2 separate regions of the Rattus norvegicus genome follow, and region 2 is linked to region 1. Evidence: chromatin contacts called from public Hi-C data. All regions are on one chromosome and are shown on one strand. The core of a region is the stretch at or near the end of the contact, and the rest is flanking DNA. Distances in the headings are between cores, read along the strand shown.

Region 1 (5,400 bases), core at 845-3,344:
GTTTGCTTCATTCTCTCTTTCTACTCCTCCATGTTTTATAAAACCAGTGACAACGATATAAACTAACAGGAAGTCTCCCTCTTGCTAAGGAAATCCAGGAGTTGTACAGAAGTTTCTGTTCTTCTACTCTGCTGTCCTCAGTGTATGATTTTATCCTCTGGCTATCCTGGCAGTGAGGAAGGACAGGGAAAAGGACGTGAGGAATATTCTAGAAGAACTCAGCAGAATTTGAATTTGTATCTCCTATATTTTGACTGTCTGCAAATGTTCAGGGACGTACCTGAATGGACGTTCAGAGGATGTCCTCCTATGTGGCTGGCAGCTTTAGTCCATGTCCTACCACTGCAGGTCACATGACTGCTCCTCGATGCCCTGCAAGCTGAATGCCCCACAAGAACAGTGACCAGCCTCAACTTAGGGAATGCTGGGAGAACACTTTCTTAAATCAACCACATTCCACTTTGCTCCTCATTTAAATTTCTTTCTGTGCTCCCCTGAGCACTCCTCCCTCTCCAAGGAGAAGCTCACCCATCATCACTGCACATGAGCCCAAGATCATGCTATCATTGTTCTGGTGTCTTCTCCTTCAGGTTAGAACTTGTGTTTTCTGCCCCAAGAACACCACATAAAGGCTGCCCTTGCCAGGGAAACTGCGAAGACAGGCAGCTTAGAGGAAGGCTGGGAGGTAGCTTATGGGAACAGCGCTTGCCTACCATGAGCAATACTATTACCAACCTCCAGAACCATAAGAAAGTTAGGAGGAGGAGAAAGGGGAGGAGGATGGATAGGAAGAGGAAGAGGAGGAGGGAGAGAAGCAATCAGAAGCAGGACAGCTGATCTTTATCACTTAAAAGATCCTATCTGGCAAGAACAGTGGCCTCTCTGCTGACCGGTGTGATTATCCCTTTGCTTACCCCTCAGGCAGTCCCTGGTTGGCAGTTCTGAGAGTAGCCTCTTTGACCCAGTGTCCTCAGAGCCCTAGGTTCTGTCCTATAATTATTGTCCTTGAATGTTTGGGAACATACCTGAATGGACTTTGGGAAGGGTGTTCTACTTGTCTGGCAGCCTTAGCCCATGTTCTACTGCTGTAGGCTTCAGGCTCAAGACTTGGTTTAGCCAATAGCTGTGGCATTGCCAGGTTGGATCATGTTTTGCTTTGTTTTGTTTTTGCCAACAAGTTCAAGTCTTAGCAGGTATCTTGGTATCATCATCGTCGTCGTCGTCGTCGTCGTCGTCGTCATCATCATCATCATCATCACCATCATCATCATCAATATTTTGAGACAGACTCAGGCTGCCTGGGAACTCACTGCAGAGCCTGGGCTCACCTTGGACTCATGGCAGCTCTCCTGCCTTAGCCTTCCAAGGTTGGGATTGCAGATGTAAGCCCGGACACTTGGTTCAAAGTATGACTCCAACATGGTTTAAATATGGGTTCGTTTTGTTTCTCCCGATTTTCTGATGGTGAGGACTGAATTGAGCTGTCTGCATGGTAGGTGAGCAGTCTACCGCTGGGTGACATCCTCAGTGGACAGTTTTGGAGAAAGACTCTCATCATTTGTCTGCTGGCCTCTGTGCTCTCTCTTTCTCTGGGGTCTAAACTCAAGGCGCATCTTGGAGGCTCTTTAGCTCATAGGTTTGGAAGGGATGACGAGAGCTTTCACTGGATCTTTTCCCTGAGATGATTACTATCACAGGGAAAATTCCTTTTTTTTTTTTTTTAAGATTTAGTTATTTTTATTTTATGGGTATGGATGTTCTACCTGCATATATCTCTGTGCATTATGTGTGTGCCTGGTGTTAAGCAAGGTCAGAAGAGAACATGAGATCCCTGGGGTTGGAGTGACAGATGACTGTGAGTCCCCATATGGGTGCTGAGGATTAAAACCCAGTCTTCTCAAAGACCACTAACTGCTGAGCCATCTCCCCAGCCCAGTACAGAAAATCCTTCAGGGAGAGATCTTGGAAAGGTTGAGGAAGCATCAGTTCCCAGAGCCTGTGCTTACTCCCAATTCCGTTGGGAAGAGGACATCTGTAGTTGGCTTTCAGTTCTTTGAGGATTTGGGCATTTCTCAGTCTATGCCATTGCTACTCTTTGTAACCCAGCCTGAGTCACATTTCCCTTGTGACTTTGCTAAAAAGGAAGGAAGGAGTGAGCAGCTAGCACTCTGGAGTCCTGCTATCTTGTTCTCTGGTACTTTAGACTGAGAGGTAGGTCTCATTGCATCCTTTCTACTCAACCATGCCAGCCCTTTCCTCTTTTTTTGTGGTGGTGGGACTTAAACCTACAAATGACCTTGCACATGACGCTGAGCACGTGCCCTTCATGGGTGTGGTAGTGAATGCCCAGCATCCTAGCACTGGGAAGGCTGAGGCAGAAGAACTGCCACGAGTTTGAACTATATGACAAGTCCTCATCTCAAAAGAAAGAAGGAAAAAAAGAAAGAAAGAAAGACAGACAGAAAGAAAGAAAAAAGAAAAGAAAAAGACATGCTATGCCCTGAGCTACATCAGCCCCATGCTAGCCTGTGTCCAGTACCCCTGTACTAGCCATAAATCCTTTCTGAGTCACAATTCTTGGTTGTAGGTGATGAGATAGTCTGAAAGAATTTTTTTCTCATTCTTTAAAATAGAAGGGGATTAAAGAGTATAGATAGCTCATAGAATCTTTGGGAGGCTTTGAGATTTTTTTTCTCAAGAAATAGATCTAGGGCTTAGGATGGAGTTCAACATGCAGGAAGCCCTAGTTTGACCCCCCAACTACATAAATTGGGTGACACGTACCTGTGATACCAGATCTTCAGATGTGTAGGCAGGACGATCAGAAGTTCAGGGTTATCTTTGGGTACATGGGGAGTTCAAGGGCAGCTGCATGATACCCTGTCCCAAAAAGAAGAGCCAAACAGCTCCAAGGTGCTACGTCATAAGAGTAGACTATGGACAGTGAGCTGCTGTGTGGGAATAACCAACAAGCAGGAAGCTGCCCCCTGGGCCAGGAAACCCGGATCCTTGCCAGCTCCAGAACCTCACCAGCTCTGCCAGGTGCTATAGACACGGAAATGAAGGACTCACTTCCTGTTTCCATAGCCACATAACTCCAGTAGAGTCTCAGGTATGTATGCCTGATTAACTAAAGGATTGCTATCCGGAGCCCTCACTATACTGGAGGGTGGGAATGCTGGTGTTTTCTTTCTTACTTCTGTGTTACAGGAATGTGTGCTAAATGACGGTTTAACCTTCTTGCCTGTTAGAGAACTTTGTGTCCCTAAACTATCCATACATTCTAGCACTTCAGAATTTCACACCAAGTTCATTCTGCTGCTATTTTGTTTCTTTGATTTTGAGACAGGACCTCACTGTGTGGCCCTGACAGGTCTGAAACTTGCTGTGTAGGCCAGGCTGGTCTTGAACTTAAAAGAGGTCCAACTACCTCTGCCTCTGAGACCAAATTAATCTTTAATTGATTAACAAGTCCTAATATGTTTTTCATCAAACACACTGTGTTCTCTTCTTGATGAGTGCTTATTGGCAGAACAGAAAAGAAAAGAATTAAGAAATGCTATTTTCAGTAAGGTGTGCATTGGGTTTCTTCTGCAAAGGCTGTGGGTGGATAATCATATAGGAAGATATTGTGGGGTAGTACAATCCCCAGATGCCCAGCCTAGTAGCTGACATCTGTTATCACAGCACTTCCTAGCTCTGAGGCAGAAGGATAGGCCTCTGTGCTCAGGTTAAGGTCATATTTGAAGAAGGAGAGACTGTGGCCACATCTTGGCCATGCTTAGCTTAAGTGAGCATAAGTATATAGGAGCAGACAGGGCTGCTCAGTGGTTATAAGTGTTTACCACCAAGCCTGATGACCCTAGTTTGATCCCTAGGACCTACGTGATGTTGGAAGAAGAGAACTGATTCCTCTGACTTTCACACACTCATTCCTGCCCACACACCATAAAGGAATGTTTGTATGGTTTTGTTTTTGTTTGAGGCAGTGTCTCATTGTATATCCCTGGCTAACAAGAAACCAGGCTGGCCTTAGAGATCTATTTGCCTCTGTCTCCAGAGAGATGGAGTTAGAGGGAACCACCTTGCTCACCAATAAGTATAATTCAAAATAAACAAAGCAAAATAACAAATACAAACACTTCTGAGCATGCTTAACTGATGCCATAAAAAGATGGCGGGCAGCAGACTAGGGGGTGCCTCAGTAGGTATGGCTGCACAGACATGAGGACCTGATTTAAACCCCAGTGTCCATGTAAAAAGTGAGACATGTTTGCATGTCTGTGGCATGAGCGCATGCCTGCAACCTCACCATTGGGTGTTGAGGACAGGTGGACCCTGAGAGCTCACTGTTGGGACAGACTAGCTTCTGATTTGGTGAGAGATCCTGTCTTACAGGAGTAAGGCTGACAGCAATAAAGAAAGACTCCTGCTATCTTGCTCTGACCTGCACATGCAGGTGCACCAGCACACCTTCATGAATATACCACACATACCACGCACACATGCAAACCAATAAAGCAAAACTCCTCAAAGATGGGAGGGAGGAATTCTTCTAGACATGTTCAGTTTCTTTTTCCCAAAAACGTTTAGCCGAAACCAAAGAAAAGGATACTTGAAGATATGTTAACATAGGAATTCCCCTCTAAGAGCATGCACCTGGCCAGGCTAATACTTTTAAAAATAATCCCTGCATAATCCTATACATATTTGGTTTCTTTTAAAATAACAGATGTTTGTGTTATTACATAGTTTACATGCCAGTTTCAACCAAAACCCTTGGTTTTTCTCTCCTTACTTTGTGTTGTTCTAGTATATATGATGCAACAGAAGTTACCTCTTCTCATAGCTATATACTTCGATTCTCATGTGATTCATTAGAAATTTAAATAGCTCAGCTTTCCATTGTCAACATTATGGCTCTCCTGTTTGATTACGCCTCTATCTGTCTGTGCTGTGGTTCTTTTCTGTTTCTACACCACATGAAGATTCTTAGGTAAAGCAGGCTGTACATGATGCTGCCATTGGAGCCCCAGGTTGAGAGCTGTGCAGCTTGCTGTGCCTGGTTATATTACTAAGAACATGGCTGCATATCAGCCATGGGCTTGGGACAAGACCTGTGTTTCATTCTGAGATTGGCTGTTCTGTTGTCCAGGTTGCATGATCTGCTGCCAAATGACTAAGAACCCAAAATGGCTCAGGGGGTAAAGTACTTGCCAGGAAAGCCCAAGGATCTGAGCTCAAATCTCTAACACCTACATAAAAGCAGCCATACCAGCACACATCTGAGACCCAGCACCAGGGCGGAGAGAGTAGCAGAGACAGGTAGATCCCAACAGTTCCCTGGTCAGTCAATGTGAAATGCTTCAGAGCTGTGGGCCTGGGTAGAACGGTGTAAGT
Region 2 (5,229 bases), core at 2,540-5,039, 67 kb after region 1:
AGTGATTATTTTTGCTTTTTGGGTGGATGGGCTGCTAGGCAGGGCTTGTGTCCAGAAGACTTCTTTTTGACCTGAGACCACCGCTTCTCCCACATAACTGGTCCCTTCCTAGTTGAAGCTACTGCCGTTTATGTAGAGATTTACATCTCTCATGGTGAGAGGGATGTCTGTCAGGTCAGATGATGTCCAGGCAGTCATGTGTGGGCATCAGGGTCGTTGTCTAGAAACAGAATGTGAGGTTAATAGCCAAGGATTTATCAAAGGTCACTGTTCTTATCTAGAAGGGCCTGACACTGAGCAGATGGGGGCAGACTCAGATCTTACCTGGATTACGACAGTGGCACATGTTTGGTCAAGCCAGGGGGACTGTCTTCTGCTCATGCCACGGGAACTTCTTAGATTCATGTTTCCCATGTAACTTTTGGAGCATGAGTCAAATTTTGGAGGAGCAGATATTTCTTACATATTGGGCAGATTATTGTTCAAGACTTTTGTAGGCTATCCTAACTGTAACTTGGGGGCACCCCTGAGAATGAAATCATAGCCTGAGATTTGCTCAGAAGCTCTCACCCCAATAATGAGAAGGGGCATTCAGGGGCGACAGTAGGGGCATTGTCAATAAGAGTTGCAGTTCTTTGATCCAAGCTGACCGTCTCTTAGTGAAGAAGCAGGAAGGGAGGGAGCAGGAAATGGAGAACGTGGAACAGGCAGTATGGCAAGGTTCGGCAGGAAATAGAGGAATTGGTTCTAGACCAAAGGAAAAAAATTTTTTTAACAAATAGGAAGTTTTTTTTAGAGTAGCTTGTACCTACTCGATCTCATCCCACCTCTGTCCTTGGGCTCAGGCCGGTGACTTTTCTTCCTGCCCATAGAAACGGTGTACAATTATTGCCAGCAATCCAGTAAATGGAAAGAAGTTCCCAGCCTGTTTTGTTTTCTGCCTGGTCTTTACTCCCCACACTGCTTAAATGAAGTTGCAACCAGAGTGGGTGGGGACCGGAGACGCAGCACACACGCTTGCTCCCACCAACGTCTGCTTCTAGTCAAGCCACTTCATCAAACCACTCCTGAGACGTGCGGCTCAGTTTTCTGTGACTTTGGTTCCACATTCCAACTGGAGCCCGGTTCCATGGCTCTGGCTTTCAGCCTGTCCACGTGGACCTGTGTGCCCTCCTGTACCTGGCCTACAGATACTCACTCTCCCTTTATGGAGAGTCTCACTGCCACAGACAAATCATTCCCAAACACCTTACTTGTAACGTGTAAAAATAAAAGCAAGGATCTGTATCATGCAGAAGGGGAGTCATACAGTGTGGGGCAGAGGTGGTCCTGGGTATAGATTAAGATATCTTGAAACCATATTTCGTAAGGCAGAGGCCAGTCACGTATCATGGGGTCCTGAGTTTGGTGCGTGTTGGAAAGCGTGCTTTGCCGGGTACATTAGGTTCAGGAAGAGCAGCTTCCTTTTGTGAGGGGAGGAGATTGGACAGCTCAGCTCTTTAACTACAATGTGTGGCTTCCGGCTTCACACCGTGTACGTGCTGAGGTTCATGGCCTGAAAAGTCCTTCCATCATTGGGTCAGTTGTCCTAAGGTCTGGGGGGGGCTGTTACAGGGGTAGTTATAAGCTCAATTGGTAGGCTGGTGGAAAGGAAATTTTAGTTCCTTGAGGAGTAAAGGTGACGGTGGTGCCTAATTTTCAAAGGGCAGTCTGGAGCCACCAGGAGGGAGTAAGCCACCTGCTTGTGGCCCAGACGGACTGAGGTGGGAGGTGATCATTCTCAGTGGCGCTGTGGCTGTGGCTCTGTGTACTTGGGTCTTTGAGTTAGTAGCTGGTCCCACTGGGTTTTTAAAATCAGAAGGTGGGGGCTGGGGATTTAGCTCAGTGGTAGAGCGCTTACCTAGGAAGCGCAAGGCCCTGGGTTCGGTCCCCAGCTCCGAAAAAAAGAACCAAAAAAAAAAAAAAATATATCAGAAGGTGTCTACCCTTGTGGTTGGGTTGTTGCTTTCCTGGCTTTGGGATGGTTTGGCCGTTCTTCCAAAGTCTCCTTTCCTTACAATATGCACGCTGATCCCTTTCCAGTGTGGCTCTCCTTTCTGTCTTTTTGATTTTGAGGTTCCTCTGTTGGACATGAGCGGTAGAGGCTGAAGCAAGCTGATGGGAAAGCAGCCAGCACACATGCGGCCTGCTGGCCCGTGGGTCAGGCAGCATCCAAGGCAGCCTGCCTGTCTCTCAGTATCTTGGTTATCAGGCCACTTCGACAAGATGCGAAGTATTCATCCCTCCAAGGCTCGCCAGCTTTTGGAGTTTGTACTGATGTCTGGAGTTGACCGAGTGACAAAAGCCAAGTCTAATGCCCTAGCATTTTCCAGAGACAGTGGATCAAAAGAGGTGTAGCAGCTGGTAATATCTCAAGAAATGCCCTAAAAACTCTTCTGGGTTCTAAAGAACCCCAACAGTCTTAGACAAAATAGGGAATATGCATTGGGTTCCCTTGATGTGTCCAAAGTAACTAGCTTTTCAGTATCAAGTACCAAAAAACGCTTTCTTGCCTCTTCCCCAATGTTTCCCCCTTCGGAAGCAAAATGGACTCAGAAGGAGTTGTCAGCAGTCATTTCAAATGGGGCAATGGATACAGAGAACAGAATCCAGTAGGGCAATTAGGCCTGGGACTTATCCAACAAAGAGAGAGTGGTTCCTGGGTCTTCCAGTTATACAGATTCAAAGCAGACAAAAGAACATAAGCTGGTAAGGGCAATGCCCTCCTCTAAGCAGCTGTCCCGGAAGGGCACAGCATCTCCACCAATGGAACAATAGAGGCTGGGGTTCGAGTTGAGTCTGGGGCATGGTGGGACCTCAAGGGGGAAGCCAATGGTGGAGAAATTGGTATGGGAGGGGGTTGGTTGGGGAACTGGATATCTCCCCCAGGAGGGAAATAATAGAGTGTAGATCCAGAAGGGGAAGTGGGTGAAGAAGGGGTGGGAGTAGGGGGAGGGATGGAAAGAGACAGGTGGGACAGGATGGGATAAAGGCACCTGAGGGGTGTGTGTGTGTGTGTGAGTGTGAGTGTGTGTGTGTGTGTGTGTGTGTGTGTGTGTGCGAGAATCTGGAAGAGGTGGAAGAAATGGAGAAGATGGGCTGTGGGGGGCAGTGGGGTGAGGGGTCCTTGGTTTCTGAAGGTCTCAGGACACGTGTTGGGGGGCGAGTGACAAGGAACGTTTTAGAGAACAAATCAGTAGATTTTCTCAGCAAGGAAATAAGGCAATTCAAGCCGAATTAAAAGTAAAAAAAGGGCAGGTTTATTTGGGACTGGGCTTTTAGGGCTCCCAGGCAAGTTTACCAGACTCAGGGAGTGAGAAGGGAAAAGTCTTGGGCAGGCTGTGGTGGATTTTTATGGATTGTAGGTGAAAGAAAGTGACGTAGGGCTTGTGCCCTGTTATGGTCATCTAAGGTGGCTCCAGTGGCTGGCAACTTCAGGGGCGGGGTTTGGACTGCTGTCAGGATTGTTGGGAATGTGGAACTGGGCTTTTGGTGCCTTTTTTTCTGTTCAGAGGCTTTTTGAGAGGGGGTTGGAGAGAGGGAGGAATCAAGTTTACTGACTTAGGATGAGGGGTTGGGGGTGGGGTGGGGGCAATCAGGAGGCTCCAACTGAACACAAAACAGCAGAATAATCCCTAGAAGCAAAGCTTTTAAGCTGAACAGGTGGGCGTGAACGAGAGCCCCTCACTGATCAATGTAAACTACCGGATCAGGACAAGTGCGGGCCAATGTAACCTTGAGCCAGACTGCCTTCACAATAGGCGTGTCCAGGGAACGGGTAGATGGCCATTTCACTTCATAAGAGAACCAGTTAATCTCAAAGTAAGTGCGCAGCCTTTCTTTTCCCATATTCTCTCCAAACCCTTGGGAAAAATTTTTAGCACATATTCCAAAGGTGTGAAAGTTTTGAGTCGTAGTCCTCAACTTAATTGACTAAAGGAAGTTGTAATACGACCAACCTGGCAGCTCTGGCAATGAGAGAAGACCCCACTAAAGACCTGCCACAGCTCCCTTGTTGTGAGACTCAGCGAAAATCCACGGGTAGCAGAGACAAACAGTTGACTCTAGGATTGGATTGGTATGACTGGAATTTCCCTCCGTCCTGGAGAGGAAAGACTCCCCCCACCCCGCTCCGCGCCAAAAAGACAAATAATTGCATGCCACCCAGTGGCAGAATCCAGAACAGCTGCAGACTTTCCAGTGACAAAACAAAAAGACAAAAAAAAAAAAAAAAAAAAAAAAAAAAAAAAAAGGCATGCAGGGGGTGCCACCTAGTGGCACAATGCGGGAAACTCCGCAGACTCTTTCCTTCTGGGGAGGCAGGAGGCAGTGTCGAGGGGTGGGTAGAGGGGTAGAGGGGAGGACCGAACTATTAATAAAGGACTCAGAACTCTTTTTTTTTTTTTTGGACTCAGAACTCTTAATTGGCTTAATCAGAATGGTTATCAGTAATTACCTCGGGTACACCTCAGGGAGATTCCCCATGCTCCACGGGGAGCCATACTCCTGGCCAGGCAGAGGTTGGGGGCGGGGAGGGGGGCCCTGACAAATGTTCCAGGGCCGCCCTTCACTCAGTGAGTGCAGAGAGGTCCGGAATAGTAGGTATTTTCCCAAACAGGAAGGCAGAGTCCCCCTGACACTCCCAGGAAGTAAGTCTGTGCCTGGAACCTTTTGGATAAGGAGAGGCCCCAAAGGAAGGGCTTCTTTTCTAGATTATGGGCTTAGGTTTAAAGAAGACCCAATTCTTTGGGCGGCCCTCTTCCTGATTTGGTCCTCCCCCACTAAACCAGCATGCCAGTAGTGTGGGTTACCCTGTATTCTGGTTATGCCTCTCCTGAGAGATCTGGTTCGGGTTCAGCCAACTGTGCAAAGAATGTAAATGATTAAGCGCATGATGAGAAAGTTTGGCCCAGGGAGTTGTAGTTGTTTGATTTCTTGATTTTTGCCACTGGTAGTTCTGTTTTGTCTCATTGTCCCATCTGTCCCTATCCTCTTGGTCTCTGGAAAAGGTCTTGGTGCCCAAGTTCAGGGACATAGCATTTTAAAAGGCAAACCCACAAAGATATATCGAACTTCCACGAGGGTCAGAGAAATCTTAAAGTGTTCATTCCTGGCAGAGCACAGGAGCTATTTTAGCCAGAACTTGGCGATTGTTTTTGTAAATACTTCTGGACAATAGTCAAGGTCACG

The links. A called contact is a pair of places that touch in the nucleus more often than the background predicts.
Region 2: a Hi-C map of the A7r5 cell line shows a contact between it and region 1, with 4 times the contacts expected there. The contact joins two enhancer-like sites. A contact is called at or near these places in 12 of 12 Hi-C or Micro-C datasets (the A7r5 cell line, the Rat2 cell line, Schwann cells and 7 more) and 1 of 1 datasets of contacts at active chromatin or transcription factors (oligodendrocytes).

Annotation. Positions count from the first base shown.
Region 1 is chr1:180,222,012-180,227,411 of GRCr8, forward strand. No RefSeq gene overlaps it. Among named protein-coding and RNA genes, the nearest start is that of Nucb2, 40 kb to the left of the region's middle. Within about 2 kb of position 2,095, at least 1 of the 93 cell types and tissues checked has an H3K27ac peak or open chromatin away from gene starts, as enhancers often do. A contact at or near this core is called in the A7r5 cell line, where this site is marked.
Region 2 is chr1:180,287,237-180,292,465 of GRCr8, forward strand. No RefSeq gene overlaps it. Among named protein-coding and RNA genes, the nearest start is that of Rnu6-651, 81 kb to the right of the region's middle. Within about 2 kb of position 3,790, at least 21 of the 93 cell types and tissues checked have an H3K27ac peak or open chromatin away from gene starts, as enhancers often do. A contact at or near this core is called in the A7r5 cell line, where this site is marked.